Linked DNA regions of Mus musculus: region 1 is linked to region 2. The links are chromatin contacts, called in public Hi-C maps. All regions are on one chromosome and are shown on one strand. The core of a region is the stretch at or near the end of the contact, and the rest is flanking DNA. Distances in the headings are between cores, read along the strand shown. Region 1 holds the start of Gar1 (GAR1 ribonucleoprotein). Region 2 overlaps Elovl6 (ELOVL family member 6, elongation of long chain fatty acids (yeast)).

The links. A called contact is a pair of places that touch in the nucleus more often than the background predicts.
Region 1: a Hi-C map of CD4 T cells shows a contact between it and region 2, with 3 times the contacts expected there. The contact joins the promoter of Gar1 here to the enhancer-like site in region 2. A contact is called at or near these places in 1 of 484 Hi-C or Micro-C datasets (CD4 T cells) and 2 of 9 other capture datasets (liver and pancreatic islet).

The regions. Positions count from the first base shown.
Region 1 is chr3:129,827,428-129,834,133 of GRCm38.p6, forward strand. It overlaps Gar1 (GAR1 ribonucleoprotein), which reads right to left and starts at 3,969. Exons shown (of 7, transcript NM_026578.3): 1 at 3,691-3,969; 2 at 3,168-3,426; 3 at 1,910-2,064; 4 at 1,478-1,537. The coding sequence starts at 3,414.
Region 2 is chr3:129,599,498-129,605,697 of GRCm38.p6, forward strand. It overlaps Elovl6 (ELOVL family member 6, elongation of long chain fatty acids (yeast)), which reads left to right. Exons shown (of 5, transcript NM_130450.2): 3 at 5,544-5,675. Among named protein-coding and RNA genes, the nearest start is that of Gm35986, 70 kb to the left of the region's middle. Within about 2 kb of position 2,949, at least 45 of the 459 cell types and tissues checked have an H3K27ac peak or open chromatin away from gene starts, as enhancers often do.

The DNA of each region.
Region 1 (6,706 bases), core at 2,719-5,218, 230 kb after region 2:
CTGGCTCTTGGGACCGCCATTCCATAAGCTCTTTGACAGCTGACTACCCATTCCTGAATCCTCTGAATAGTATGTGTACTTGACCACAGCTAAGCACTCCTCTTGGAAACTAGTCTACTTTTCTATCCCTATTTGCACAGCATGCTTGTGGTGAGCAGCCACCTTTCCTGTAACCCTGTGCCAGTAGTTTAAATCTGAGATGGGGCCTGAAGCTCTCCTGAGTGCTGCACTGCGGCCATCCTTCCTAGACAGTGTCTGTTCATCGACCACCTCCCAGCATTATCTCTAACCTATACTCACCCGTGAACGCCTAATCTTCTGCCGACCTCAGTTATCTTAAACTCACTATACCCCAAATGAAATTCATTGTCTTTTTTCAACCTCTGTTCTCCAATGCTGCCTAAGTCAGTGAGTAGGATCATAAGGCACAAAGATGCTGGAATCCAACACCTAACAATGGTGATAGTTACCACACCAACTGACTCCTCCTCCTCTGCTCACAGCTCCACCTCCTTTCAATTTCCATGGACTCCAGCTTTACCCCATAGCAACTGTGGCTTCTTACAGCCTACACTGCTGGTCCTTCCCTAGAGGGCTTCTCTGTCACTCCCGTGCTCTTTTAGAGCACCAATGTAAAGATCAAGTTCACCCTAGTATTCAGAAACAATGTTAAAACTAAAATCTAGTCTTTCTCAGGATGTATAAAGCTCCTTCTTACCTCGCCAGCCTTTTTTGAATTGAGAACTTTCCCTACCCCATCATCGCAGACACTTCAGTTTTCTCCATGTAGAATACACTCCCCTCTCTGGCAGCCTAGTGCTGAAGTACTTGTCTAAGGACATCAAAATTCTCCAGCCTTCTTTCCTGAAACTTCATTGTGAGTGCTACTTAAGGGCAACTGGGTCAAATTTATAAGAATGGGATCTTCAAGGATGCCATTTTAAGAGCTGTCTTCAGGTATTTGTGATGCACACCAGGTGTAAGACTCTTAGCTTCCAGTTTCAAAAGCACCACCTCAAGGAAGGCTAAGACTAAATACAGATATATGTGAAAACCTTTAGTATCTATCTACATATGCCAAGCATCTCAAGATGACCTGGAATTCACTACGTAGCCTAAGCCAGACTCAAAGCTGCTCTCCTGCCATCTCTCTGCCTCCAAGTGCTGGGACTACTGGTTCATTGTTACTTCTCAGCACTGGTAAGCTTCCACTGGGTGTGACAGCACACACTGTAACTGCAGGACTTAGGAGGTATAGGCAGGAAGGTCATATAAAGTCAGAAGCCAATGTAAGCTCAACAAGTGAGTTCCGGGCCAGCTAGGGCTGTAGCAGAGACACTTGGGTAACTCAGTGCTTGGTTACTACTGTGGAACAGCCTCAGCACTTCACTTCACGAACTGGAGGAGCTGTGAGTGTCTCAAGGAAGACACACACCACCCCCTCTGAATCCAAAATCTTAATTTAAGTATGACTCACCTTCTGTAGCTTTTTAAAGGAAGATGCCTTCATGTTTTCTGACAACTTAACTGAAAAATACTATTAATTAAATTAAGGAAAAAGACACTAAGAATGCCTAGCTATAAGAAATTTCCAAGTAGAAATGGCATTTTCTTTAAAATAATTAAAACAAAACCAAAAACCCAAGAGACAGAAGAGCCAATACAATCTGGTGGCACGTATTCAAATGGCCACCACTCCCAGAACCCAGAGGACAGCCATCTCTCCTTGGCGCATCATTTTTAAATATGGACGGATGCGCTCCCTACAGATCCTCCTCCGTGAGACTCGTCTGTAGCTTTGCTATCTCACTGAATGAAACAGTGAGTTTGCTTTGATATTTCTGGCTGGGGAGGAAGGGACACGATAATTCTTAACAAGATTGCTGACTCACCCAATCAGAAAGGATACAAAATCTCTAAGCTGTCCAAATATCTCATCCACTTTCCCGACTTGCTCTTTGTTTTCTAAGTAAACAGGGGCGTTGAAGTAGGGCACCTTGTTCTCCTCGGTGGTACATTTACACACGATGTCATCTTCACAGGGATGCATGAATTCTCCTAACACTGAAACAGCACAGAACAGACACGAGGCCACTGCAAACACTGACCAACTCGGGAATCCAGTGGGCTTTGCCACTTGTCTTTCCCCATATCTGATCCCCTCTATGGCAGAGCTCAGCTGTCAACACTGTAGTCCCAAGTTAGCATGCCACTACCAGGGGACCTAAAAGAGACTCCCCTTCTGTCTGTACACTGTAAAATGAGGCCAGTCACATCTAACTGCAGCCACACCTGATGCTAAAGCAACAGGAACAACAAACTAGGTGCTTACAATGGTGCTCACTCGCTGTCCACCAGTTACCCTGTCATGGCTGTTACAGCTGCATTCAATGCTACGTTCCATTGACTCTTCTTCCTCCCCAGCCTCAAATGTGAACCACTCTGGCTTTATTGATCCCTCCCTCCTTTCTCAGAACTCATCACCACTACCACTTCTTCACCAGTGATTATCCCTTCCTGGGAAGTGTGCAAACACAAGGCACCTCTGTTTCTGTAACCCAGGATTAATACCATTCGCCTACAAAACTAACTCCCCAACCTTAGCAACAACTAGAACCTTTTCTTCTCACTATCAGCCAAGTTCTACTTATATTTCTTTTGAAATCCCTTCTCCATCCGTGTGTCCAATGCACAGACTTCAGGCAGCATGGAACCCAGGGAACTATGAATGTGGCCCTACACAAGATAGTACACACACTTATTTACAACATGATTTTGCAGGGTGCAAGGGAATGAGTGTTCAAACTAGGCTGCATGGTTATGGAGTGTGAATTCTGTAGGTATTTTCTGGTAACTGAAAATATGAGCTACGAAAACTAAAAACTTGGCTTTGTGTTTCAACTATATCACTAAGGAATCATACTTAATCCTAAAAAGTGTTCTGCCCTTTAGAAGGAGCCAGGTACTCAATGTTGTCTAAGTCTCATCTTTTCAGTCCCAACTCAAGTTCACCTCCACACTGCATTTCGGTTCTCATGATCAGTCCCTTATACGTGTCAGGGCACTCAAGCGACTTGCCTTTCGGAGTCTTATCAACAAACGCACTAATAACTTAAACCGGATTCTATTCCCAATGCAAAGGAGGTTAAGCTCAGAAGACGACTTACAGACGACACGTTCTGGAGGCCCTTGATCTTGAAATTTATTAAAGCCTCCACGACCGCCCCCTCGTCCAAATCCTCCTCGGCCGCCGCCCCTGAAACTGCCGCCGCCGCCGCCGCCTCCGCCCCTGAAACTGCCGCCGCCGCCTCCGCCGCCCCCTCGGAAGTGGTTGTTGCTGCCGCCGCCACGGTTGAAGCCTCCGCCTCCACCACCGCGATTAAAGCCTCCGCGACCTCCGCCTCGGAAAGACATGCTCTCTCCGGCCTGGCGAAATAGACGGGCCGCTCCTCCCGGTCACCGCGGGTCGATCATTTATCTAAGTCCCCTCCGCCTCGCTCAGGCCACCAAGAAGGGGACAGCAGTAAACGCCGCCCTGCCACTCGCCCACACAGCCAAGTGGCGAGCGCAGAGAGAGCGGTGTCTTCGCCCCAGCCCCACGACCCGTGGCTCGCCACCGCATCCCATGCCTCTCCACCGCATCCCGCCCCGCGGGTGCCCTCACCCTCGCTCGCCCTCCGCCGCACTCACCGCGCCACGTGCGTCTCCAGCCTAGCCCGGCGCGCGCGCGCGGAGGGACACTTCCGGCGCGCTCAAACCTCCTCGGCCACCGTAGCCGTCCAATGTTACCAGACTAGAAATTGGAAGGGCTGGTTTGCAGGAAGGGCCCGTCACTACCGGACGCAGCGGTCCCAACGCCTTACCGAGTAGAGCACACAGCACCGGAAGAGAAACAATAGCGTCCAGCGTGACCCCCCCCCGCCCCCACCTCATCCACGCAAGGGCCACCGCGCTAGAGGTGGCGGAAGTGACGCAAAATCGCAGCGCCCTCCGTACGCGACGTTTCCGGAAGTGTGGCGGCGCGTTGCCCTTGGAAACGGAGTTGTTTGAGTCCTTCCGTGCTAACAGCTGGTGAGGCGTGTCGTCGCTGAAGCGTGCTGGCTGCAGTTGGTGCTACTCGCCGGGCTCTGTCACTTCTTGGGTTGCGAGAAGGTCCCGACCTGACTCTGCTCCACGGAGTGTTGGCCACTCAAGCGGTGCTCAGCCCAGGACGTCGGAACCTGTCACCGCCAACGGAGTTGCCTCTGTGTGTGTGTGTGTCCTGTTATTATTAAATACGAAAGGGTGTGTGTCGAAGTTGCCTGTGTGTCCGTGTTCTGTTATTATTAAATAGGAAAGGGTGTGTGTTTGTGTGTGAGATGACAGAAAGGCAACCATTTTTAAATATGGTCTCAATGTCTTCATCAAGTACGTTTTGAACTCCGAGAGACTATGCACCCATCTATAGATGACACCTCACCTCCCGTCTCCTTAACACTCTCATCTCCGACATCGGTTTCCTTACATCACTAAAACTTCACTCATCACAAAAGAAGTGACCTCTAGTTCTTAAATTTGGTTGACTTCTTTTGTATCTGTATTGTCTGAAACATCTCTTGGCATTTGACAATATCACCTTTTATTTGAAAGAAAGTAGAGACTGATCCGCATATCAGAGGATTATTGTGAATAGATTTTTGAAAGATCTTTGTAAAAGATATAGAAACATTAATAATTCCAGTATGCCAGTTACTCTAAACTGTAAACTTCTTGAAAAAGTACACACCAGTTCCAAATATTTTTAAAAATTGGGCAAATGTACTTTAAATTTAGATGTTATAACCATATATATCCAATTATATATTATATTTATAATATAATATATGTAATATAGAACATACAATTATAAAATACTGAATTATAATATATGTAATAATTACATATGTAATTTTACATGCATACACACCATATATATATATGTATACACACACACACACACACACACACATATAATCAGCACTATCCCTACCTCTATTCTAGGCTTGTGGCAATCTCTAATCAAACCTGATGGGTTTCTGTTGATTCCTGTGAAGTACCTTTGTACTGTCATAGCTGAGTTCAGCCTTTTGACACTGCTACCCTTTTTCATTGCCACTCCAAATCACTCAATATAGTCTAAGAATTCAGATGCTCAAACATCACAACAGGCAACATCTCCCATTCTGGGCCCCAGACTAAATAAATGCTTGTTGACTTAACTTCTTCCGTCTGTGCTGCATTTGATGATATAGTGAATCTAATACCATTGCTGTTTTGTATAGTCTCATACTCAGCTCCCCCATAGCCCTGCACTTTCCCTTAGCAGTGTGTCTAAAGCCGTTTACATGATTAGTAATCAGTATGTGCACTTACCATCCCTCTGCCCCATCAGGCTAGAATTGCTGCCTTGTTTTCTTTGTCTTTGTTAGACTCTTCCTCTCTCCTGAAATAGCTCCATTTTCCATCCACTAGAATAGCCCCATATTCTGACCATGGAGGAATGCTCTAAATAATTTTACTATTTACACAGCCCCTGCATAAAATTTACATACACACATATACATGCATGAATGTACACACTAGAACAATAAACTTTATATCACACAATAGTTGCGAAAGTTTTTTTAACTATGGCAAAATATACATAATATAAATCGTCATTATTCTTAAATTATTCCCTGCTATTAAGTTCATTCACACGGCTGTGCAATACAGTGCCCTTTTGAATAGAGAGTGATGTTTTCACTGTGAACCTATGGGGCTATGGAGATAGCTCAGTGGATAAGAATGCTTGCTATACAAGAAAGAAGGTCAAGGTTAAAATCTCCAGCATGCAAACAGAAGTTGAGCATTGCCCTGGATGCCTGTAACCCAAGTTTATCAAACTTTGAAAGTGAAACTTTCTTAGTTTTTCATATTCCATCATGAAAATTTCACTCTTTGTATTCTATCTCTGTCTTAAGTACTGGGATGAGTTTCTTTCTTTCATTTTCTTTTTAATACTTATCTTTAGTCATGTATAAATCTCTTTTTTTTTTTTTTGCTTTCTTCTATTTGTTCCTAAACTTACCAGTTCTACTCATTGGCTGGAGAGATGACTCAGTGGGTAAGTGTACTTGCTGCTTTTGCAAGTTGAGCTCCTAGTAACTACTTCAGGAGGTTCATGGTCATCAATAACTCTAGCTCCAGGGGATCCAATGCCCTTTTCTGAACTCCATGGGCACCTAAACACACATGACACAGACTTACACATAAATAAATAAAAATAAATCTTTTGTTGTTGTTGTTTTTCTGATACAGGGTTGCTCTGCATAGCCCAAGCTGTCCTGGAACTCACTCTGTAGACCAACCTGGCCTCAAACTCAGAAATGGGCCTGCCTCAACCTCCTAAATGCTAAGATTAAAGGCATAAGCCACCACCGCCCAGAAAATAAATCAATTTTTAAAAAGAAATTCTACTTATTACCGAAGGCTTAAAACTTGTTCAGTGATTTTTTTTAACAAATGAGAACCTTGATTCTAGTTTAGCAATAATTTAAAGCATAGTAATAAAAGTTAACTAGAATTATCTTCAGAAGAAAGGAAAATCATAAACATTTTGCACTCCCTGGGGGCAGTGTGCACTCCCTGGGGCAGTGTGCATTCCCTGGGGCAGTGTGCACTCCTTGGGGCAGTGTGTACTCCCTGG
Region 2 (6,200 bases), core at 1,699-4,198:
TCCTGGAACTCATTCTGTAGACCAGGCTGGCCTTGCACTCACAAAGATCCTCCCGTCTCTATTTTCTAAGTGCTGAAATTAATTGCATGCCCCACAATGCCCATCCGGCATAGACTCTTTTATATTTTCTTTTCTTTTTTTTTTTTTAAAGATTTATTTATTTATTATATGTAAGTACACTGTAGCTGTCTTCAGACACACCAGAAGATCTTGTTACGGATGGTTGTGAGCCACCATGTGGTTGCTGGGATTGAACTTCGGACCTTCGGAAGAGCAGTCGGGTGCTCTTACCCACTGAGCCATCTCACCAGCCCTATATTTTCATACATATATATGTATGTAGGTATTTAAATATATATATATGTTCAGTTGATATATATATACATATATATATATCAACTGAACTGGGGGGATGCAGAGAGCTCTCCTCTATTCTCCTCTGGCACATTGGTTTTCACTTCCACAAAATTTTTATTTATTTATTTATTTATTTATTTATACCTTGGACGACATGGCAGCCATAAACAAGGCCATTTAGGCAGAACATAAAAGACCGAGGAAGGAACTCAGGCCGTCTTTCCCAGGTGCTCATCAGCGGTTATCCAGTGTTGAAATACCACCCACATGAAAAGTTCTTTCATTGGAAAATCAACTTGCTTGACTCTTGGAGGAGGGCAAATAGCTGTCAGGTTTCAGTGTAAACACTGAGGAGGGGCAGGCGAAGCACTGGTCTCAGAGGCATCCCACAAGGTGGTGGTGTTGTTTTTGTTTTAATGTGTTTGAATTTATGCAAGATATTCAGTTATGCTAGTGAGCATAAAAGCCCACCTCCAGGATTGACTAGGGATAAAGTAGAAATGTAGAAAAATCCAAATCTCTAAGTAGCCGCCTAACAGTTTATTTAACTAGTTATAGACTAATTTCATTATTATTCACTTTTCTTATTGATAACAGAAAGGTAAGAAACAAAAAGTGTCTGCGTGTTTAAAAAAAAAAAGTCCAAGCACAACATAGCAATACACATTAGGGGTGTCACACACACGTGTGCATGCGTGCCTATGCCCGTGCCTGTGCACACTGCAGAGGCCAGAGGAGAGTGATATTTTGTGTCGTTCTCCACATTATTTCTTGGGGCTGTTATTTGGTTGATTTTTGTTTTTGTTTCTGAGACAAATTGTTTCTTGCTGACCAGAAGTTTCCCACTAGGCTGGCTAACCAGAGGGCTCTTGATTGCCCAACAGTAACGGTGTTTCAGGCACATGTGCCCACGTGAGGCTTTTTACATAGGTGCTAGAGCTTTGAACTCAGATCTTTCTCACCTGTTGACCTGTCTTCTCAGGCCCCACATTAGGGATTTGTTGTTGTTGTTTTCTTTTGTTTTGTTTGCCTAACTCTTAACTAGTTTGGTACCTAGTAATCAACTTGTTTCACCACCCAGAAAGTACTTACTAAACACCCACGAGGAAGGGTTGTGTTGTGTGATGTACAGTAAGGTTTATTAAGCAAAGTAACTATGCGCTACCTAGAAATTACAAATATCTGACAACCAAGCATTACCGTAATCGCATTGTCCCCATCCCTGAATGCCTATAGGAAAATGGAAAATTATCGGATTCCTATTGAAGCATCAGGGCATTAGATCCACCCTAAATAACAGTAGGCCAGTGGCCAGTCAGTCACCTGACTTCAGCGGTGCCTTTACCAGAGAGGTACGGGTGGGAAAGCCCGTTCTCAGTCACTTCAAGGGCCCAGTTGGCCAAAGCATCGAAACTATGAAGTAGTTATATACGGTTTGCAGTGTGTGTTAATACTTCAGAGGGTGACTCTCTACCAAGGGAGTCTTAAGCTTTTTACTCTACATTTTCATACACACAGGTAATGTACTATGAATCACATCCCTTCCATCATCCTCCTTCCTCCTGTTGCACCAAATAAATAGTCTCCTGTCTGCTGTCAAGCTGCAGCAGCCGCCTCTTCCTCCTCCTCCTCCTCCTCCTCCCTTGCTTTCTTCTTCCATCCGACTTTCACACGTGAGAAAGAGCAGTCTTCAATTGTCTTTCTGAATTTGCTTCTTTCACTTGTTATTAAGACAGCCAGTTTTATCCATTCTCCTTGCAAGTGCCATAATTTTGTTTTTTTTTACAGAAGAACCCCATCTAACTCAAAACTCACCCAAAGCATGGTTTGCATTTCACCAAAGATGAAGAAAAGGCTGCCTGGAGCACTTGGTTTTTGTAATGGCTCTTAAGCAGATGTCCTCCACATGCTGACTGTCTGGGACTCACATAGAGCCCGTAACAGTCCGTTTCTGACTCCCAACCTTTTTGGTATTAGCCATGAGCCTTTAGGGAGGTCTTGATCATTGCATGCAGTGACGATGAGCTACTGATGCCATGATCCTTATATCCTCTCTTGTGGCGTGGCCTCTCCCTAGACTCTACTTTTAAGTTTATTTATAAATCTTCAATTCTGAGCCATGGTCTGATTGCCTTGGAGGTCTAGTTGTTGAGTGATGTTTCCTCAGAGAGCTGGTCTCACATAGCTCAGGGTGGTTAAGTGGATGAAGCTGGCTTTGAACTCCTGATCTTCCTGTTTCTACTAGATGTTAGGGTTGCTGGTGTGTGCCCCCGGGCCTGAAATTATAGAAGGTTTTTAAAGAAAAGTGTCAAACTACTTCTCTTTGGTTCTTGAAGCGCATTTTCCTCTGGCTGACTTAGAAGGATATGACATCCTTTCACTCGGTTGACACATGATTACAAGAAGTTCAATCCATGTATCCAAAACCAAGGCTTGTGACTAATAAACAAAGGGGTGGGAGAGACGGCTCAGTGGTTAAAGGTACTTGCTGCCCTGGTGGAGGATCTGGGTTCAGTTCTGGGTACCCACGTGACTGCTCACAACTCTCCGTAACTACTGTATGCAAGCAAACACTCAGACACGTCAAATGAAAATAGATCTTTTTTAAAAATGAAAAGTCATCTCCAGGAAGTGTTTTGAGCATTCTCAAAGAAGCAGGGAGGATGTGGCAGAACGTTTGACAGATCTGCGGGACTCGGGGGTTGGAGCCTGATGGTGTGGGGTGTGCACCTTGGCCTTTTCCCTGTACAAAACAGTGCTGCTCAGTTACTCAGCGGTCACTAAGGGAGCCCTTCCTTCTTGCTAAGGCATCAGTCAGTCCGTGGAGATCCAGCCCCGCTTTCAGCTGAAGTTTACTGAGAAGAACAGGCGAGCCAAAGGGCCACTTGACCTCTAACCCCATTTCTTTTTCTCAGAAATGGAAGTAGTACTTTAGTGGAAGGTGGGGTAAGTGACAAGACCTTTCCCTGGGGTGTCCACGCAGGAGGCTTACAAAGTAGCCACTGTGTGGTTGCAGTAACTCACTACCTTTACCTTTCTAACTAAAAAGAAAAGAATCATGCTGTCTGATGCTACCATTGGCTGCATCAACAGTACGGTTCCCTTTCTTTCTTTCTTTCTTTCTTTCTTTCTTTCTTTCTTTCTTTCTATGTCATTGCTTACGCATGGGCTTTACAAATTACGTATCTTAACTTCATATGAGTATAGAAAAAGCGAGTCTCCCTTTATGTGATCTAATACCATACCCTTGGGAGATTTTAGAGCCAAAATACAGTCATGTGTATGCATTTATGGATGAGAGTACCTCTTGAATAATAATAGCCTAGTTATATTTTCCATAAAATTGCCTTAATTTTTTTTGCTTCGTTTTTGAGGGAAAAATATTTGTCAGAGGAGGAGAAAAATGTGCCATAATCTATTTCTGAATAGTTTTTTCTGCAGTTGTTTTTAAATATAGTGCTGGGGAAATACATTTTCTCTCAGTGTCCCCAACTGCCCATTTATTCAATGTCTATTGAGGACCTATGGTACCAATGTGCTGTTTATTTGCCCTTTTTAAAAAAAACTTTGATAGCATGAGATTGTCATCATGTATTCAGTAAGAGTCTGCTTCGTGCCAGGACTAAGGTTTCTCAACAAGCCCTTGCCGTGTTGTGGGGTCACATTTGGTTGATTCCTGGATTCATAGCTTTAGTGGGTGTGACTCGCTAAGTAGGTGTATGTAAGTAGCTCTGTTTCTTGGATACACAGTGAATGCCAACAATCCGAGCAGTGAGTTATGACGCATTTTACCTGCTACATTCTTTAGTTAATATATTTTGGTTTTAATACCATGTCTTGCAGCTTATTCGACCATTTCCCTCTAAGTCTAGTTGCATTGGCATTACCCATTCTGAGAGATGGGTTTCTATCTCTAGAAGTGTGCTTCAAGGTTTAAACTATGTACAAGGCCTCTCAAGTCCCCATCCCACCCCTCTCAGTCTCTCACTCTCTCTCTGCATGGCTTGGTATCATCAAACTCTACAGTAATAAATCAGCAGTTAGTGGGACTTGGGGGTCCTGATATCTTGCTGATGTATCTAACAGCTCCCACCAAAATCGAACACCATCCTGCTGTGAGTGGGCACACAGGAGCTCCCACAGTGACCACCCTCCCATGATGCCCTCATATAGGCTCCAAATACTTAACACATACATTTTCTAATCTAACCATCCATCTAAAAATATTTACTATTGGATATTTTTAAATGTGAAGTGTTTTTATGTTTTTAGCATGTAAAGAGGTTTCTGTGTGTTTGCAAGAGAGGAGCAGGTGACGAGCCCAGTCTCCATCTTCTTTTGGGTCTACCTTTTGTTTGTTTCCTGGGGTATTTTAAAACAAATCTAAGGTACACTGTCTCACTCATAAATATATCTCAATGTGTATCTAAAATTGAACCTAGCAGTTTGATTACTATAACTGTTTTTTTTATATGTATATACTAGTTGATCAATAAAAAAATTTTAAAGCCGGGCATGGTGGCACACGCCTTTAATCCCAGCACTTGGGAGGCAGAGGCAAGCGGATTTCTGAGTTTGAGGCTAGCCTGGTCTACAAAGTGAGTTCCAGGACAGCCAGGGCTACACAGAGAAACCCTGTCTCGGGGGGAAAAAAAAATTTTTTTTTAAATACATACTTGCATGTGACTGTTGTGTCCCTCAAGGTGGTTTTAATCTGGTCAGTCCGGGATCCTTAGTCAGGGATTGACTAAGTCACCTAGAGTCACCTACAAGTCACCTAGAGAGAATCATTTAGTAGTCCTGCAGATGGCTATCAGGTGTGTGTGTGCTGTCTGATAATTATGCATTTTTACTAATGGCAATATTGCAAGTTAATACTTATCTAAAAAGAATAAAGGCAATTACTTCAGTGAAATGTCACTTTTTGTACCTTGGTGCTTGGTGCTATGTTGAAATTTTTGATTCTAGGCCCTGAAAAGAACTTCTGTCTACCCTGAGCGGTGTTCACTGTGTCCTGTTGGCAACCGCAGGATGAATTTGCCAATAGAACATGTCTCCAAGGGGATTAATTTTCCTTTGAAGTGGGGCGTGTAACTCAGGAAGATGCCTTCGGTAAAGACAGGGAGCTGTTGTGAGAGGTATTTCAGCACGCCTGTCTCACAAGGTTTCGTCCATCTTCTTCATAGGAAGAAGTCTTTCCTGTTTTCTGCGCTGTACGCTGCCTTTATCTTTGGTGGTCGGCATCTGATGAACAAGCGAGCCAAGTTTGAACTTCGGAAGCCGCTCGTGCTCTGGTCGCTGACTCTTGCCGTCTTCAGGTAGGTCGCTTTCGTTCCCTCAGGACACTGCTTTCTTCTCCGCCAAGAGATGCAACCCTTGCATCTCACCCTCCTCTCCCCAGCCCCAGCCCCTTTTTAAATTCACTCTGAGCATAAAGTCATGTGCAGAGAAATGGCTTTGTTCTGATCACATAGACTCATAGACACATAGATCACATAGGTCTTCTGTTGGGTGAGGTCCTGGGCCGTTTCATTTGCTAGCAAAGTTGGTCATTCAGTAATTCCAGTTGCCCAAATATAAATATATAATTTCAAAACACACAAATAAGTTGTGAAGTCCATTGGAAGTCAGGACCCAGGGTCGTGGGTGAGCCGTTACGAGTACTTAATCTAAAGATGGCACTGAGACAGAAAGCCAAACCCTGGCTGTGAGTGCGTAGACATCACTAGAGCAGGGCATGTTGTTGCTCTGTATGCCCCAAAGCCCCATCTACTTGCATTCCCTATGCTTGCTGTCACGGGTTTTTATACAGCCCGTTCTTCCTGTGTGCCTGGCAGAGCCCA